2 separate regions of the Anser cygnoides genome follow, and region 2 is linked to region 1. A link is a contact called in public Hi-C data. All regions are on one chromosome and are shown on one strand. Each heading gives the region's core, a stretch centred on a gene start, on an enhancer-like site or on the middle of the called end of the contact. The rest is flanking DNA. Distances are from core to core; before and after follow the strand shown. Region 1 overlaps TRAF3 (TNF receptor associated factor 3). Region 2 holds the start of EIF5 (eukaryotic translation initiation factor 5).

What was found. A called contact is a pair of places that touch in the nucleus more often than the background predicts.
Region 2: a contact with region 1 is called in a Hi-C map of liver, with 5 times the contacts expected there. The contact joins the promoter of EIF5 here to the enhancer-like site in region 1. A contact is called at or near these places in 2 of 7 Hi-C or Micro-C datasets (both in liver).

The regions. Positions count from the first base shown.
Region 1 is chr5:55,718,368-55,721,561 of Taihu_goose_T2T_genome, forward strand. All of the region lies in intron 4 of TRAF3 (TNF receptor associated factor 3), which reads left to right. Among named protein-coding and RNA genes, the nearest start is that of TRAF3, 33 kb to the left of the region's middle. Within about 2 kb of position 1,719, at least 1 of the 3 cell types and tissues checked has open chromatin away from gene starts, as enhancers often do. A contact at or near this core is called in liver, where this site is marked.
Region 2 is chr5:56,129,092-56,132,285 of Taihu_goose_T2T_genome, forward strand. It overlaps EIF5 (eukaryotic translation initiation factor 5), which reads left to right and starts at 1,581. Exons shown (of 12, transcript XM_066998393.1): 1 at 1,581-1,690; 2 at 1,861-2,056.

The DNA of each region.
Region 1 (3,194 bases), core at 469-2,968:
CCTATTCTGAACTCTTAATAGTGATATAATTACTGCTCAGTGTAACAAGCATATTAGAACTGTTTCCATGAAAGTACAGTCTAGCAGGCTTGCTAAATTGAGCTTGTTGTATTGAGGTGCTGTCTTGTTTAATGCTGTAAGTCACTTCACGTGAATATGTAGTTGAAAGAAATGGAGACAAAGAAAGTGTTAAAAAGTTAAAAGAATAAAATATGAAACTAACTTACCACTCATTTTCTGCTATTCAGTAATCTTGCAAACTGGAACACAGGAAGGACCCAGTGTTGTAATATCTGTGGTTCAAGCGACATACATGGTTATTCTTTTGAAAGTACTTCAAGATACCAGATCTTTTTTTATACTTACGGTTTCCCAGTTCACCTAGGAAAAGAAGGAATAGTCTATACCATTCAACCCAAATCCAGTTTTGCTATTGGTTCAGTAATTTTTAGTGCGTAGAGCCCTTAAACATGGTGAAACCTGCTTTAGTTGCTTGAGAGCATAGCAGTTCATGTATAAGGATAGGCCTTTTCTCTGTACCAGATCGTATTGTAATAGCTATAAAATAACTTCTTCACAGCGGGAGTTTTGAGCACTGGAGCAGGTTACTCGGGGAGGCTGTGGTATTGTCAGTCTTCAAGGTTTTGAAAACTCAGCTGGGCAAGGCCTTGAGCAGCCCAGTCTTTGAAGTTAGCCTTGTTCTGAACAGGAGGTTGGGCTAGATAACCTCCAGAGGTCTCTTCCAAGCTGAATGATTCCAGGGTACTGTACCTAATAACTGACTGAAGAGCTAGTGAGTGGCCAAAGCTTCTCATGCAGAGAGTACTCAGTCTTTCCCGTGTGCATTCAGATGCTTGTATCTTATGTGCTTATATCCAAGTAGTGATTCTTTTCTCCCAACTCCCTGTTGATTTTTTTTTTCTATTTTGTATGTTATATCAAGGTCATGTTCAAAGTTGGTTTGTATTAGTTTATGCAAGGAAGGTGGATGCTTACACAAGTGTAAGATGAAGGTTATAGCAGTTAAAATACCCAGTTCTTTTTACTACATGAAAAAGTTTTTACATGCCAGTGCTGCTTTTATTTTTGTATAGGAATTAGTATTTGAATGTGTTGCACGAAAAAACGTGAGGGATGGTCTCATGCTTTTCACCGTGTAAAGTTATACCTGAAGTTGGTGACTGCCACCCTCCCCTGTCCCCCCTTGGTGCCCCTCAGAACTTCCCCACAAAGCATACACTAGAAACACTGAAGCACTGGTGGTTGATCCTGTACGTGTTGTACAGAGACAGTAAACAGTGCATCAAACAGAACAAGCGCACGGAGGGGAAAAATCATTAACTTCCCTGTACAAACAAGAAGAGGGAAGTGACTTTTGAACTTGGTACGAGGCAAAATCAATGGATGATCCTGTGCTTTCAAACCTGCCGCTCCAGTGCTGCTTTGGTCACTACCTAGATACTTCTGTGGTGAGAGTTAAACTACTTACGTTTTATTTCTCAGTTCTTCTTCTGTGCCCCTGCTCAGACTCAACAGCTGTGGGGCTTTGGCCTGAACATCAGGCCAAGGTGGTGCCTGGATGCTGTGAGACCAGGCCTCTGCAGTGAGATACCTCATGCTCAGGAGCTCTGGAGTCAAAATACCCATGGCAGTCTTCCTGCTCAGCTTTAATTTTTTTTGACATTTGTTGCATTGGATAAATTGATAATATGTTGTCACTGATATACTCCTTTCAGCTTGCATTATTGTTTTAACCAGTCATCGTGTTATGGCAGTATGTTGTATATTATAATTGAATTCAGAAGTGCAAGCAAAATTGAGTCGGAAGACTGTCTAAAAGATAGTAAAAGAGAGGTGTATGTTCTTTTCAATAGGTATGTACTAGGAATTTATTAGAAGCTATAAAATGCTGAAAGACAAAGTTAATTTTTTCATCGTTTAAAGTAATTCTGTGCGATAACTTGAAGCAATAACTTTGTGATAGAAACACGTAGGCTAGGAAGACTGAAGAACTAGAAATACCACTGCAAGTAAACAATTATTTGGTTCTCTGAGGGTATCCTGTAAATTACAAAAGAAAATTCTGTGAAGACTGAAACTGAAGAAGTCTGGTGTCTGGTTTCCTACAAATCTGTGCACTATATCCCCTTCTTGACCCAATTCTCCCCCTTCCTCAATAATTAAAAAAAAAGGCCTTCAAACACCCTACCTTCCCATTACAGTAATAGAGAGGATGAAGACCACCCAGTTTGCCTAGACAAGGGGGAGCTGGTGGTTTAGATGTAGCTTATGCAGACTGGCCAGCTGATAGACCACACAGAGGCGGTGGTGTTTGAGGTTGCACTTTCCTAGCCTTTTACTCACTGGGATGCTACATTAAGTTTCTCTTTCTGTTCCCCACAGAGCTGCCCATTTTCATGAGACCTGTCTGTACAGTTGGTTCCCAGTTGGTTGTGTTGTATTTTTTTCGAGAGGCTGATACACGAATGGAAGGATGGATAGAAAACAAGGAGCCCTATTTCAGTAAAAACTAGGTTTAAGAAGAAAACACTCCATATTACCGAAAATGGCCTAGTTAGGATAGGACACTAAAGTTTGTGTTTTCTTACACTTCTTAAATAAAAATATAAATGCTGCTCTTTGAAGAAGAAAGGTCGGATCATCTTAATTGGTCACTGTTCTGTTGTGATCTTTAGCTCCCATCCAACTTCAGGTTTCTTCTTTCAGAGCTTAATTTAGGTATTGTGTGTGCAGCACCGTTCTCTTTGGGTAACTTCTGTTGTTAGTGTAGCTTGCAATTTGATGGAAAAGCTTTTCTGTCCTAAGTAAAACAAAAGTAGATTGTATCTTTTGTTATCTTCATAACATAAACATTTTATTGAAATAGCTGCTTGACCTTTTTTGATTTTAAAGTTTTGGTAAAAGCTTATTTGCTTTATATTGCCAATGTATTGAAACTGTCTTCATGCAGAGCTTGCTAAGTAGTAAATACTGCGTTCCAATTCTAAATGAGCTTTTTGGGGATTCAGTAAGAGTTACGGATTGTTTTTGTCTTTTTTTATTTCAGATGTAAATTTATTTTAAAATTTTTTAGAAGCTTTATTGTATTTCTAAGTTGCAAATGAGTTTTATTCCTAAGGAGCAAATAAACCGAACAACAAAAGCCAACTATGTGGCATAATTCAAAAACTTTA
Region 2 (3,194 bases), core at 331-2,830, 410 kb after region 1:
AGGCATTTAAAATATCCTGATTTTTAACTTTTTCAAATGCAGATAGTGAAGCCCAAGACATGATGTTTTACAAGACAACATCCTGGCTACAAAGACTTGTTATTCCATGGGCTGAAAAGAAACATACAACCAGGGCAGAGGCCATGGTGTAGAGGATCTTGTTAGAAAGTATTGGGGGACGTGCACATTTATTTCTTCCAGGTTTGTTGCTCTGCCGCTCTAGTTGAAAGAACAAGTTTTTTATTATTGTGTGTCACAGAAAGTGTCCATAACAATAGCCCAGCTTTTCTTTTATGATTTCTAAGAAAATCTCATTTATCAGTCACCTTAGTATTTAAACGCAGTATTTTTGCGTATCAGACCAAAAATGTTCAAGGCATACCTAAAGGCTCAGTATAAGGGGTTTGCTCTGACCACGCCAACATGTTATCAAAGTCAGCTGGGAAAACTGTTTCAAAACTAACTTAGGGAGAAATTTAGAGTATATGACATTATATAATGTCGCTACTCATTTTTATCTTCGTTACTTCTTTTTCCCTATACACCCACATAGCCATCAAGAGGCTTCCCAACATTGTTCACTAAGCCACAGTGACAGGAACTGGAGTCTTCTTGTTCTGCCTGGCAGTATTGAAAGAGGTAAGAGAATTGATTGATCACTTGATTGGTAAAGTTTAAAAAAGCTCTTTGCCAAAATTATTTGTGTTCTGAAACATCCAAAATATGTAATCCTGTCATATTGGAGGGCTGGAGATGGAAGACATGGAAAGAACAGAGCACAAAAAAGGACCCATGTTCCTGCTTTTAAAACATATAAATCCAAACTTGCTTTATCTAGGGTGCTGATTAAGCTAAGGAGGTCTAGCAGCATTTTATATTAAGAACTGAAACTAGGTGCACACAGAATTTGAATTATCCTTTGTAAGAGACAAAGGCAGCCCCAGCACCCAGAGGTATCCAAAGCTGAGTCGCTATGACAGGGACAATAAATAGGCCTTTTCCTGCACACAAAAGCAGGCCGTACAGGAAAAACACAATGTATTCAGCATTTTAATTGTTTAAAAGTGTTTGTAACACAAATTAGCTGCTGCGATGCCAAACATTTGGCCGCTGCCCGTCTATGACGAGCTGCACCCCCCCCAAATTTTCATTCCTACAGCATTGCAGGTCGTGCTTTCAAACAAACCACGGCCCCGGCCTGGTCAGAGCACCCTGCCACGAGGGCCGGCGGCGATTTTGTGTGGAAACCGAGGCGAGAGAAAGACCAGGGCCCTCCCCGAAGGGGTCTGTGTGTTTTTGGAGGGTGCTTGTGGGGGACACGTGTGATGGCGTCTCCCAGCACAACGAGGGGAACGGAGCACGGGAAAGGAGCCGGGGAGAGCGCGCAGCTCCCGCTGCCTCAGCCCGCCGCCCGCCGCCCCTCAGCGCAGTCTCGCGAGAGCCGCCCCGCGTAGACGCGATGTCCTTTGGGGCACTGGCGGGGGGAGGGCGGGGGAAGGGCAGCGAAGCGAGGGGCGGTTTGATTGACGGCGGCCTCCACCAGTGGGCGAAGGGCACGGCGAGCCCCGAGCCAATAATTTCTCCCCGGAGCGAGCGGCGAGCCAATGGGGGGGGCGGGGGGGCGGGGCGCGCCGCTGGCTGATTGATCCCAGCTTTGGCGTTGTTCAGTCAGAGCGAGAACATTCTAGAGGTGAGTACGGGGCAGCCATTGCCGGGGTCCCGTCAGCCGCCCCCTTCTGCCTGAGCTGCGCGCCGGCCGCCGCAGCTCCCTCCCCCCTTCCCTCTTCTCCCCCCTCCTCCTCCCCCCTCTCCTCACAGGTGCCGCCGCTAACGATGCCCCTGGTTGTGTCTTGCCCGCAGATTGTCCGGCACTGCTGTCCCTGCTGATAACGCCCGCCTCAGGACGCCCGGACCCGGAGGCTGCGGCGTCCGCCTCCGCCTCCTCCGCCTCCGGCTGGATATAAGCGCCCCCACGGCCTCGTTCTCCTCGCACACTCGGCTTCGTCGCAGCCCGGGGCGAGCAGCGTTGGGTTTATGTCTTTATTGGACGAAAACGGTGAGCGTTTGGGCTGGGGAGCAGCGGGTGAGGGCGGTTGGAAGGACGAGGTCGGTGCGGGGCGGCAGGCGGGCGGGCTGGGGCGCCGCGTTGTTGACGGGGGGTGTATTTTTATGAAGAAATCTCCGGCACCCTTTTAGAAGGGAACATGGAGATACCTTCAACAACGATCGCTCGCCCCTTATATTTTTTAATTTCGTATTTTTTTCAAGTTTTGGGGCGGATTATTCCTTTGATTGTGCCCCCCCCCCAGCTCCCCGCGCCATGCGACGAGACAAAATGGCGGCGGCTGGGCCGCGCCTCCCCGTGCTTGGGGGGTTGGGGGTGGGGAGTGGGGGGAGGCTTCTTTTGGGGGGCTGTGCCGCAGTTACAGCCTCGCGGCGGGGGGCAGGGGGCGCCCGATCGGCAAGGGTTAGCCCTGGGGAAGGGGAGGGAGGCTGGGGGGGCGGCCAGGGAGCGTCCCCCCCTTCCTAGGGAGCGCATGCGTGGCTGGAGGTGACACCCACACCCCCCCCCGATCTTCTCTGGGGCTGACTCAGTGCTTAATTGCTGCATTTATGAGTCATCGCGGGCCTGAGCGGGGCGGGGAAACGGGGCTTTGAAGCTGGGAGGCTGTCTGCCTTCCCGCTTCTTCGGCTCTGCCCAATAAATATGGGGGGGGGGGGTGATTGGGATGAGGTGGCTTAGAGACCAGGAGAGGGAGCTTTAGTCTACAGCAGACAGACAAAAGCTGTAATATGGAAGGAGGGGAAACCACGCATTCTAAAAAGCTTATGCTCAGTCACCAAGATACCTGCTTCCTCAGTGCCTCTGCAAGCACGTGGTCAGATCACATGCTGGCTCTTTTTTAGACATCCTGGGGAAGGTAGCCTCGTGCTTGGAACGAAATTCGTGGTGCAGTTTTTGCTGAAGGGTAAAACTGCGTCAGGACTAATGCAGAATACATGGCATACGCAAAGCACGCTTCTTGTGAAAGGATTTGTAAACCTGGCCAGAGGGACTCGGACTGTGTGGAATCGATAGGCACGCTCTTACACGTTAAATACTAAGGAGGCTATTTTCATGTGTCAACACATCTGCCATTAATGATAACATGATGACGTGTCAGAATAACCATGCTGTAGTCAGGGTTGCCTGT